2 separate regions of the Mus musculus genome follow, and region 2 is linked to region 1. The links are chromatin contacts, called in public Hi-C maps. All regions are on one chromosome and are shown on one strand. The core of a region is the stretch at or near the end of the contact, and the rest is flanking DNA. Distances in the headings are between cores, read along the strand shown.

What was found. Hi-C and Micro-C count contacts between places; a contact is called where the count stands out from the background.
Region 2: a Hi-C map of rod photoreceptor shows a contact between it and region 1, with 2.6 times the contacts expected there. The contact joins two enhancer-like sites. A contact is called at or near these places in 1 of 484 Hi-C or Micro-C datasets (rod photoreceptor) and 2 of 9 other capture datasets (adipose tissue and liver).

The regions. Positions count from the first base shown.
Region 1 is chr5:23,456,433-23,462,781 of GRCm38.p6, reverse strand. The region is part of intron 2 of Kmt2e (lysine (K)-specific methyltransferase 2E); the gene reads right to left. Among named protein-coding and RNA genes, the nearest start is that of Kmt2e, 25 kb to the right of the region's middle. Within about 2 kb of position 4,906, at least 12 of the 459 cell types and tissues checked have an H3K27ac peak or open chromatin away from gene starts, as enhancers often do. A contact at or near this core is called in rod photoreceptor, where this site is marked.
Region 2 is chr5:23,561,009-23,567,305 of GRCm38.p6, reverse strand. Srpk2 (serine/arginine-rich protein specific kinase 2) reads left to right here. Exons shown (of 16, transcript NM_001359173.1): 3 at 2,041-2,192. Among named protein-coding and RNA genes, the nearest start is that of Srpk2, 110 kb to the left of the region's middle. Within about 2 kb of position 2,520, at least 4 of the 459 cell types and tissues checked have an H3K27ac peak or open chromatin away from gene starts, as enhancers often do. A contact at or near this core is called in rod photoreceptor, where this site is marked.

The DNA of each region.
Region 1 (6,349 bases), core at 3,657-6,156:
AAGTTCAATTCCAGTTTCCTGTCGTTTAGAAAGTGCCCAGTGCTGGGGATGATGGTGCCTAGGCTGTAATCATAGCACTGTGGGAAGCTGAGGTAGGGGAATCAAGAGTTCAGTACCAGCATGGGCTACAAGTAAAATATGGCTAAAATAAAACAAAACAAAAACCCCAAAAACCCAAAACCTCAAAATTACTAGAGACCAAGCTTTATGTCATCTACCCAGTAAGAAACATGCAAAGGGGTGGCCAGAATGACAGAATGGTTTTAAGTAAGACTAACTAAAGAGAGAGTCTATACAGACTCTGGCTTGAATGTTAAGTGTGCATTTCAATGATCAAAATAATATGTGTTGAATGTGCTGAGGTAGAACAGACTCTGGAAAATGTCAGTAAGTTAAAGAAAAGGGAACCTACATTGAACCAGATTTACACCTGAAAAATACAAGCAGCTGTGTGTAATGAGTAGCGTTTAGGTCTGGCCTACCATGAGTTAAGTGTAGGTAATGAATCAATTGCTAATAGTGCTGAGAGTAGCAACCCCCAAACTGTTGCAGCTTTGAAAGCTCCTTGCCCTTGCATTTAACTATACCATTTTCCCAACTTCTTTATTCATACCGACACCCCCTCATCCCAGCCCAATTTTATCTAATGGCTATTGATCAGTGTAGTGGTAAATTAACAGCCAAGGTCAAGTCTCTCCTTTTCAAATCTAGAAGACAATCTGTTTCTTTGCCTTTATTTCAATCTTTATCCTACTTCCTAATTCCCTAAATTGGTCCCGAGACCAGCAGGATAAAAACAACTTTCACAGTTGCTACTTTCTTAGCCGACCTTCACATAAGCTCAAGTTAGTGCCAAATGGATGATGTCATAAGACCCAGTGTGCCACAATGAGTAGAAAGAAGCACAAAATGAGATTGCTGAGTCATCCTGCAAATTACAATCTCCAATAGGTTCAGGGTAGTCTGAAAACTAGTATCTGTTAAATTTGTCTCATAGTTTTAAAATTAGAATATGTTCATGTATGAAATTTAAATACAAAAGTACTTATAAATGCAAAACATTAAATCTTCCTCCATTACCATGTCAACATTTACTCCATGTATCCCTTTCTAGTTTTATGTTATAAATACATCTATACATTTTAAAAACTAAGAATATCTTATATTTACTTACATATATACCTTACTCTTATAATGATTACTTATTTGCCTCAGGTTTCTTTTCAATGATTTATTTTTATTTTATGTAGGTCGGTGTGAGGGTGTTGGACAGATTGCCTGGAACTGGAGTTACTGAGAGTTTTGAGCTACCATGTGGATATTGGGACTTGAACCCAGGTCCTCTGGAAGAACCCAGTGCTCTTAACCACTGAGCCTCTTGCCTCAGGTTTCTGACTGTTAAAATGACAGGAGTGGCCGGGTGTGGAGGCGCACGCCTTTAATCCCAGCACTCAGGAGGCAGAGGAAGGCGGAGTTTTGAGTTTGAGGCCAGCCTGGTCTACAAAGTGAGTTCCAGGACAGCCAGAGCTACACAGAGAAACCCTGTCTCAGGAAAAAAAAAAAAAAAAAAAAAAAAACAGGAAAAAAAAAAAAAGATGACAGAGTGACCTACCATGCTGGCCTCCTTTTGTGAGGGTGGGTAATAATCCCATGTAGTGCAAGCTAGAAATCACTATGTAGCTAACCCTAGCCTTGAACTCCTAATCCTCCTGCCTCCACTTCCTAAATACTGAGATTACAGGCATACACCACCATGCCTGCCTAACTTGGAAAAAAAAGTTGAATTACAGCAATGATCTATAATACCATCATTAAAGCTATGCGAAGGAAGTGTGGCAAAAGTAGAAGACTCACTCTTAAGTGTATAATCTAATTACACTGTTCCTGAAGAATGTGGGTAAAACTGGTAATGTGGAGTAGCTAATGAAATGAAATCAAGTTTTCAGGTAAACGTAGATGAGTTCAAGTATGTGAAAGAGCAAAATACTTTTCAGAGTATCACGATGCAAACATGGCTGCAATAGTGACGAGAAAGAAAGGCCATGTAAGAAAGCAGAAGGTTTTAAGAACATCTCTGTGTTGAATTTTTGTACTTACAAGTAGTTTTTAAAATAACTTTAAATGTATTTATTTAATGTGTGCTTGTGTGTACATTTGGTAACATGGTACCCACACAGATCACAGAGCACCTTTTGAGAGTCAGCTCTCTCCTTCCATCATGTGGATTCTAAGAAGCCAACTAAGGCCATCATGCTTGGTGCGAGCACTGTTACATACATGTCATCTTGAGGGTGCACTGAAAGCAATTTTTTTTTTTTTTTGGTTTCTGAGACAGGGTTTCTCTGTGTAGCCCTGGCTGTCCTGGAACTCACTCTGTAGACCAGGCTGGCCTTGAACTCAGAAATCCGCCTGCCTGTGCCTCCTGAGTGCTGGGACTAAAGGCGTGCGCCACCACCGCCTGGCCGAAAGCAATTTTTAAAACAAGGAAACATGTTATAAAAATATTGAATGACGGGCTGGTGAGATGGCTCAGTGGGTAAGAGCACCCGACTGCTCTTCCAAAGGTCAGGAGTTCAAATCCCAGCAACCACATGGTGGCTCACAACCATCCGTAACAGGATCTGACGCCCTCTTCTGGAGTGTCTGAAGACAGCTACAGTGTACTTACGTATAATGAATAAATAAATCTTTAAAAAAAAAAATATTGAATGACATTTATTACTTTAAAATGTTTACTACTGTTGCGTGTGTGATATGTATGTGTGCTATACAGGTTGTACAAGTGTCACCACACATATGGGGAGCAGACTTTTATTCTCTTCTTCCTCTGGGGATCAGAGGATAGGACTCAGGCCATTGGGCTTAAACAGAAAGTGCTTTTTTACTCCTGGTTGACATTTTTAATGATTGTCCTTAACTATAATACAGCATTTAATTAAAATAGAAAGATCAGTACTCGTGAGGCTAAGGCAAGGGGATTTCCAAGTTTAACAAACATCATTCGACTCAGTAGCACCAGTTTGAGGGATTTATCCAAAGGAAGCAACTTCCTTAGGATAGAACACTTCCTTACATAGACCACTGATTTAACATGTCTGTTATATCAATATTCATTCATGAAACTAGAAATCTTTTCAATGTTCAATCAGAAAATTATTAAATCTAAGAAGGCTTACTAAACTTGCATATGAATAATAGTTGAGTAAAAACTAATAGTAACAAGCTGCTATAATCATTTCCTTCTAAAATCTCCTAAAACATTACAAAGCTTTCTTAACAGCAGGGCTAAGAAAATAACAAAAAATATTTTGTGTCTATAGTAGCTACTGTTTTATATAGCTAATTTACATGCCTACATAAATGCCTAGATAATACATAGGCATAATGTGTCATCAATAAATTGCATTAGGATTAGTGAGATAGCTCCGTGAACAGAAACTTGTCACGATTCACAACATGATACAATTCCACAAGTAGAATAAGGAACAGATTCCTGAGAGCTGTCCTCTGACCTCTACAGATGCATGGTGGCATTGGAGTCCAGACACATACATAAGCAAACAACAAATAAGCAAATGTACTAAAAAAATTATTTAAACAAACAGGGCTAGTAAAGTCATAGATCTTGGAGAGGAACGTATAACCACCACTTTACTAATCCAGTATAATCCCTAACTACATTCTAAATATTTGTCCTCACACCACCCTTCACCCCCATCAAAGAAACTTCCCAGAAACAGAGATCATTACAGAAAAACACAAGCAATCACATGCACAGCTGTGGAGCCCAGTTGCAATGGACACATCTACAAAACCTCCCCCAGGTAAGGCTGGGGACACCAAGAGAGAGTATTAGGAAAGACTGTAAGAGCCAGAGGGTCACAGTTTGCTAAGACAGCATTTCCAAGTAATTATCAGAACCTACACCCATGAAGTCTCACCAAGATTAATACTTAAACATGAGCTGAATGAGACAACAACATGCCAAAGCTGATAGAGGAAAGACCAAAGGGCTTCAACCCCACACAAACAACTACAGGCAACTAAGGAATGCTGAGAGCAGCTGAAATAGTCTTCCCTAAGGAAGAGCACATCAATTGGTTATTCAATACTTAACACACACACAAAGAACTATTAACAAAAAGAGGCCATAAATTCAAGAGAGCAAGAGAAAGGGGTGTGTGGGAGGGCATAGAGAGAGGAAATGGAAAGGGCAAATGATTTATTTTATAATCTCAAAAAATTAAAAAGGATTTTTTTAAAGTATTCAATTTATCCAGCTTAAAGGGGTGGGGGTGGGGGTGAGGGGAAGAGTGTGTACTTCCAGGAGAATAGAGTTTGGTTCCCAACACCCACATCAGTTGGCTTAAAAGCACCAGTAACTCTGGTTCAAGAGGGACCTGATGCCCTCCTCTGTCTTCTGCAGGGCAGCTGCACTCCTGAGTACATAACCGTGCACACGTGGTTTTTAAAATTCACACTAGTAAAATAAGCCAGGCACAAAACTATAAACATTTTACGATTCCCCATATAAGAGGGACTTAGAATAGGCAGAGACAGAAACCAAATACAATGTGCAAAGTGCTAGGAATAAATTATTATTTAATAAAGTTTTTGTTTAGAGTGAGGAAAACATTTAGAAATTGGTGACAGCTCCTTGATAGCCTGTATGCACTTAATGATACTTGAAACTGTACACCTAAAGGCAGATTTAAAAAAATACACTTATTTTTATGATAATAGAAAATAAAGAGAAAGGTAGAGAATTCTGCCACATGACCAGGCCATACAGGGCTGGGGTTGATAATCAGTGACAAATGACATGCTCCGCCTAAGTGAGGCCTTAGAGTAAACCCACAGCCTTCCCTACTTCCTTCCCTGACATGAGAATCCAGGCAGTAGATTTAATGCAACAGTGGCATTGTTAAAAGAAAAAGCCCAGTTGTATGTGTCAAGCAAGCGAAGACAAAGGAAAGTATGCAAGGTTCCAAGAATCTGTAGAGACCTACATTTGCAGAAGAGACCAAGGAACTGTAGAAATGAGAGGAAGAGCCATGAAGTCAAGGGTGGACAGTTGAGCCTGCAGGTTTACCTCTGACTTGGGATTAGGGGCTGTGGAGGATGCACTGCTAGAGTGCGTCTAACAGCATGTGGGAAGGCCGGGTTGCACCTGGCCCTACAGGAGTTTCAGCGTGCAGCTCCCTTTTTCTTAGGTGACTTGGAGACGGAAAGGAAAGTAGCATTACTGTCTTGGTCTACGACTGGTGGCAATGGACTCCTGATAGAATGCTATCACAAGGCTACCATGGAGATCAGGTACTGAGTCCTGCTGGTATGGACTGAGTATAGTGAGACAAGACCAGCCAGGAAAACAGACTCTTTGTTCTTAAGTGTTGTTCAGTTGTTACCTAGGTGATATTTAAAGACCAAAGTCCCATCTCAGGTCTTTATATTAATCTGTTCTAAGTGTTACAAACTCTCAAGTTCTAACCCTTCTACTACAGGCACTAGGTATCATACTACATACCAACTCTGGGTCTCAATTTTCACATGTATAAAATGATGTCCTACAAACATGGAAGGTTTTATTGTTGTTTGAAATGTGTATGGATACTTTAATTCCATGTATGTCTGTGCACCATGAGCATGCCTGGCACCTGAGGCAACAAGAGATCCCTTGGAACTAGAGTTATTTATAGTTGTGAGATGAGAAATTGGTGAAAGTACTCAAGGTTTGGTATACTCTGAAAGAACAGCCAGTGCTCTTAATTACTAAGCTATCTTCCAGCTCCAACATGATATTTAATAAGGAAAAATACAAAAGCTTAGATGTCTTAAACTGGTCTAGAATTCTTCCCATTAATCTACACTGTTCCCACCATTCCTATAACATTTACTAGCATGTTAATTATACCTAGTGATATAGTGACTTAAGTAAAAATTAGTAATTTCAGTAAGTGCTCTTAGTTATTAAATAGTAAAAGGCTTATCAGCATTTTTAAGCCAACTGATGTGGGTGCTAGGACCCACTCTCTGATCCTCCGGAAGATCAGCAAGCCCTTTTTTCCACCCCTGCACTCAAGTTGGCTAACAAAAGAGAACCAGTTCCTGTATGTTATTCTTTGACCTCTATACAAATGTCATGGCATCCACACACCTGCACACCCAAAGTAAATGAAAATGTAAGAAAAAAAATTTAAGGAATCAGAAAATAGTTAAGTACTGATAAAAGCTGGGCGTGGTGGCGCACACCTTTAATCCCAGCACTTGGGAGGCAGAGGCAGGTGGATTTCTGAGTTCAAGGCCAGCCTGGTCTACAAAGTGAGTTCCAGGACAGCCAGGGCTATAC
Region 2 (6,297 bases), core at 1,271-3,770, 110 kb before region 1:
GGCCAGCCTATTCTACAATAAGGCCCTGTCTTCCCTCAGATGGTACAGTATGGCTCGTATGTGGTGTAGTAGTAAGTATGGATGCATGCCAAAAGACTCATGGAGCATGTGTGGACAGTGCACTGGCACTTGAGCTGAGTTGGTGTGCCCTGCGAGAAGTGGTGTCACTATGTGGGGATGCTAAGCAAAGCTTTAGAAGAACTTGTTATCCCTGGGGTGACCAGGAGTGTGCCTGTGAGGCTAACCTGCTGCTCTGCCTCGGGGGGTTACCACCCGGTAGAAACATACTCTACTCTGTCAGATAAGATTTCACATTAAATGTGTGGCCACATTAGGGAAAGTAAAGAGAGTCAAGGGGAGCTAATGTCAGTCATACACTTTAACTCATGTATAGGATATTTAAAATGTAGTGCACAAAAAATGCGAAGATCTTTTACCTGTTCTTGGACCAGTGTGTATTTCACACAGCTACCTCAGTTCTGACTGCCTACTCACTGCTCCAGAACTGTTTGGTGGCTGCTGCGTTATGCAGTGCGGTTCCAGCTGTTCTGAGATGATAGGCCAGTGAACCATTATGGCGTTACCACAGTATACTGTCTGTCTTCTAACAGAGAGAACTGAATTTCAAGTACTTTCTGCCAACGTCATGTTCAATGCAATCCTTACAGAGGGAAAGGAGTTAAGGCCTTTGCTCTTAGAATACAAGTCTGCAAGTTTGTTAAGCAATGTGGGCAGTGCAGCAATTGGGTAACAATGTGAGACCGCAGTTCCGGAGGGTCATGGGTGTTTTCTTTCTGTCCTGCTGAGGAGAGGTTGTGTGCACGAAGCTCCAGCACTCTGTGTAGGTCATTGTTAGCATCTAGGTGCAGTTTTGGTGGCCACAGAGTCTGTGTTTACACATTTATGTATATGTATGTTATTGACACATGGTAAACTTGGTAAGAAACTTGTGCCTTTAATTAGCACTGCATGTGTCAGATGTACTTGAAGGTTAGTGAAATGGACTATAACTGTCTAAAACCACTGATAGAAACACATTCAAGGATTCTGACTACATTCATTAGATTTCTAGCAGGTTTCAAAGTGTAATGAACAAAATCCTCAGATGGATTCCGCCTTCTCTGGGCTCTTTGTAGGGGAAAATATGTGACCTCACCTTTCTGACCTACCTGTCTCTGCTCCCTTGCCCCATTCCTGGGATGTTTTATTCTTCAGGGCAGTCTTTATAAAGCATTCAGGAAAATGTTTCACTTCCCCAAGTCCTTACTGGAATTTGGGCCCTCTACTTAAGTGTTTTTAGTTGTCCTGCTAATGACACCATTACTTGATTGTGTCTGCCCTCTCCTTTCCATGTTATCTGCAGCTCTACTCCTTTCTAACGATGTTGACATTTCTCCTCATTCCCATTTTTCTACCTTCCTTTACTTGTGGCAGTTTGTTTCAGTGTTGATAGCGCCCATTCATTAGCTATAGTAAACTCATGCTAAGAATGATGTTTTAAAGGCTGGCAGGGCTCTCAGATTCGGCCAAGAGGTTGTATTTCCCCTTCAAAATGGATGGATGGATGGATGGATGGATGGATGGATGGATGGATGGATGGATGGATGGGTGGGTGGATGGTTGGATGGGTGGGTACTTGGGACAGTTTCTCTGATCCTGGTTTTACATACCATCTCAGGACAAGCTAGCATCTTTCCTGTAATAGCTGTCCTTGTTATAACTTACAAAGTTGTGCATTCTGGAGTTGGGTACTCTTTCATTACAATAAAAATTTATTTTGTCAAGCCTTAAAAATTAATTGAACTCCTGAATGAGTAGATGCTTGTGAAACACACTCCTTTGTTAATGAACAGAAAGGCTGCCACCCTTCCTGCCTGTGTGAAAAGCATTGTTTGAATTTCACTAAAATGAGTGACATGACTTTAGTTAGCATTTCTTAATGTGTGGCAGGTTCTGTTTTTCCTTAAACCAAGAAACTCAAATTTTTCCATAATGCATGATTTGCTTATTGTAAATTGATTTTTTTTCTTTCTGTTTCAGGCCGGAGCCTCAACAGAAAGCTCCTTTAGTTCCTCCTCCTCCACCACCACCACCGCCACCACCACTGCCAGACCCCGCACCCCCAGAGCCAGAGGAGGAGATTCTGGGGTCAGATGATGAGGAGCAGGAGGACCCCGCAGATTACTGCAAAGGTAATGTGCTGGACTGACAGGGTGGCCTTGCTTTCCTGTGTGCTGAGCATGGCGTCACTTGGTGTTTATTAAATTAGCCTCTTAAGTTGACTCTAGAATAATGCACTTAGAGCACTGTCAGAGAAGGAAACGTGTGTATGTGCACACGTCGTAGGCATACTCAGACGCGTTTGATCCCTCATAATCACAGATAAAGGTCATCCAAGGAGAACATGGGGAGGAGGAGGCGCCAGGCTCCTGACAGAAGCTGGTTAGAACTTAAGTGTGGCTAAAGGGAAGCATTCCCTTCCCTGTGTAGCAGCACAGTGAGTAGTGCTCATCTATTCCCCAGAGAACCTTTCATGGCATTGTACTTAATGAGGAAGACATTCTGTGGGCTGGTTCTGGTGCTGTGCCGCATGGCAGGTTTTGTTTTTATCCATGATTCTACAGAAGACACAGAAACCATTGAAGTTGATTATTCTTTTTTTTTTTTTTTTTTTAAGGCAGGGTATGTTGGATTTAAAGTCAAGCACATGCCACCACTGCTCAGCAGATTAGAACATTCTTGTATTGACTTTAAGACTGAACATGTAGAGTTAAAAGTCCTAAGTGGCCAGCATGGTGTGTGATGAATATGGAGACCGCAGGGGCACACACTGGTTGTCCTTTGTATAGGCTGGAGCCTGAAGGTCTTCATGAAAAGGAAGTTGCAGCAATGCTTTGTCTGGCTCACTTGGATTCTCATTCTCTGCAGAGCTGAGCTGCTATGTTGTTGGTAAATAGTTTCTCTGCTGCAGATTTTAAGCATGTAATTCAGATTCTGTATAGCATAAGGCTATGGCGGAGATGCATGCGTGAAAACCATCAGCCCTTAGTGAGTCTCCAGACCTGTAGTGTCTCAGCAGATTTTCATTATCTAGTGGAAGCAGTCATTTGTGCTGTTACAACCCAATTGTCTGCTGAGAACAAGACTGGGTCATTCTGTTATAAAAGTAAAAGAACTAAGTTCCTGTAATTTTATTCTTTAATAGGGACAGGTGTTTGCCCATACAATTAACATTTCCTTTCCTTTTCTTTTTTTTTTTTAAAGATCTTAAAAAATGTATGTGTCTACGTGTTTTGCCTAATTATCTCTGCTTGAGCACCGCATGCTTACCTGGTAGCATCAGAGGTCATAAGGGAGCGTCCGATCCCTTGGAACATATGAGATGACATATGAGATGTTGGGAGCCACCGTGTGGGGGCTGGGAACTGAACTCAGGACCTCTGGAAGAGCAGTCAGTGCTCTTAACTGCTGAGCCATCTCTCCAGCCCCTAGAGCCACTATTTTCATTAGAAAAGAGAGTGAATCTCCTCAGCATCTGTCATAATTCTGACACCAGAGACTATGCCATCTAACAAAAGATGAGGATGCAGTTTACAGAAGCCAGGAGGGGGAGCTCACCACCCTCCCTGTGTGTCTGTGTTTCTTGGTTTTGGAAATGTGGTTGTCACAAGGAGCGCTGCACAGTGTATAATGACCTTGCAATTGACCTGTAGGGGTCATTATTTGGGAGCCCTTCTCTTCAGCAAGTTAAGTTCAACCCTGCTGGCATGAACGCTGTATGTCGTTCACAGTACGCGTGAAGAGATGAAGCCGATTCTCATACCTCTGAACCAACCTAGGGGACATTTCATTCCCAAATAGAGGACTAAGCACGAAGAGTCCTCCAGTTAGGGCTGATTCTAGGTAAAGTTTGTGGAACTCTAGACATTCTAAGAGTATTAACGTCAATCTCAATAAGGCACATTAGAGACGGTGACACCTTTTGTTTGTGTGTGCACACTCACAGTTGTGTGCTCAAGCTGGTGTCCTGGTATACTCCTCTCTCATCTTTACAAGGAATGAGTAACTTGTGCCTTTAATTAGCATTGCATATATCAGATGTGTCTGAAATTCTGTATGGACTATAACAGTTTGTCTCAAATTACTGATACAAGTACATTCAAGGAATCTGTTGTGTGACAGAATTACTTGAGATATTCAAAAGGAAAAAAAAGAGACTTATTTTAATTCACGGTATTAGGTTCCAGTCTGTGCCTGCACACACACCCCCTCCTGTTGCCCCCCTTCCAACCAGCCGTATTGTGTCATGTCTAGAAAGTGGCCAGAAAGGAAAGGCAGGAGCCCTACAATAATCTGACTCGTGGTTAGGTCCCACCTTCCAAAGGTTCTGCTGCTACTTGGCAGTGGTACCGTGGGCTGGTAATGAAGCCTTCAACCTCTGACCCTTGAGATATGTGGAAGCTTAAACTGTAACAGAATTCTAAGAATGGACTGGGCTGTTTGAAGGGAGCACAGTGACCCCCAATCCTTCCTGTACATTTATGTCTGTATATTGGGCCTAATCCGATAAAAGTAAACAAAAAAAGCTGTGTGTCTGTCTTTAGCTGTCACAGTTTTGAAAGCAATAATGACAACTATTAGCACTAATGAAATAATTAAAATTACCCTAATGCTAATAAATATACCCAATACAAGATCTTGCTTAATCTGATACCTCTAGCTCTGCTGCAGAATCAGAAGGTGCAGCCTGGTTTCCTCTTTTTCCATTCTGTAAACTTTGTCACTGCAGACCAGGTCCTCATCTTTGTGTTCTGTTTACTTAGCTGCCTTCTCTGTGTGCCAAGTTACAGGCACCAGGCACTGCTTTATTGGTTGTCTCTCCCTTTCCTTCCTGCCTGGCCCTTGTTGCCTGGCCCTGCCCAGTAGCTTTGGACTGGGTTAAGAAAAGGCTTTTTTCTTCATGAAGAATTCTCTTTCACTTAGGCCAATGTGTCTTGTGTTCCACCTGTTCATCTTGTTTATATTGCCTCTATTCCTAGAGAACTGTTGTCTTACAAGCCAATTTTTAATTCTCCTGGAATAAAAGAAGACATCATCAGTAACAAAAGGTACCCTTTTTCTTTGCAGAAGAAATGTTCACCAAAGATGGAACAGGCTTTTGACAGCGGTCAGCTTAGTCTAGAGCTTGTGACTCCATGGTGTCCTCATGTCTTTGGGGCCGTGCTGGTCTCAGTTGTCCATGACGAGGCTTTTTATTGCCTCGGGTTTACAGGTCTAGGTACAAATCATGAACTGTCCATTTTAGCATGAAGACCGGTAATTAAATCCTGCTGTTGCTAGAGCATTTCCACCACGTCATGTTTGCCTTGGCATTCTCTTTAAAGTGTGACTTTCTGTGTCCTGCATCTCTAGTCAGCGTGCCCAACTATGTCTGTCCAGGAACATTGGGGACTGAGATCTGAGACTTGGCTTTAGACCATGACTCTTGCTTTTCGTGTCTGTGTCCTTTGATAAGTGCCTTTTCTTCTAGTCTTTGATTTATCATCTATAATATAATATCATCCCCCAATGAATATATAGTATTTTGCATCTTAAGATTTTGCAGGGAATAAAAGTAAAGTATGTGGCACTGTATTTTTCTGTTTTCCCTGTTGATAACTGGTTCCCTTCGATTGCACCCATCTGTCTCTTGGAGGAGGATTTCTTTAGTCTCTAAACAGCTGTGAGCACGGGCTGTCCTTTGTGTGTATACCATCTCTGGGCAGTTATCTGGGGAGGAATTGTAGCAACAGGCTATGTGCTTTATTCAGTTTCTACTTCCAAACTAAAGCACTTGAGTTGGATATGGGTGCAGCCATGAACAAACACTTCCAGCAGGTCTTATGTAATACATACTTGCCTCATGAGTCTCTGCATAAATGCCTGTGTCAGGGAGAGTTTTTAAGAGTCTCGGGTCAATAGTCCATACCATACACTTTTTGGGAATCTTGCAGTTCTTTAACCAAGTAATTTAAGTGTATATTGAAGACTGTATTTTGCCCACCTAATGAGTATATATAGTAATTTTGAACATGTGTGTGTGAGTGCGTGCATGGGCGTGCTCTCACGCGCGCGCACACACACACACACACACATGTATGTACATACACATACAGCTGTGCTCATCTGTGTGTGCTCCTGTGCACATGCATGAAGGCCACAGGAAAATGTTGAGTCCTGCTCTGTCACTCTGCCTTATTCTTTTGAGACAAATCACTTACTGACCCTGGAGGAGCTTTCTTTGACTTGACTGTCTGG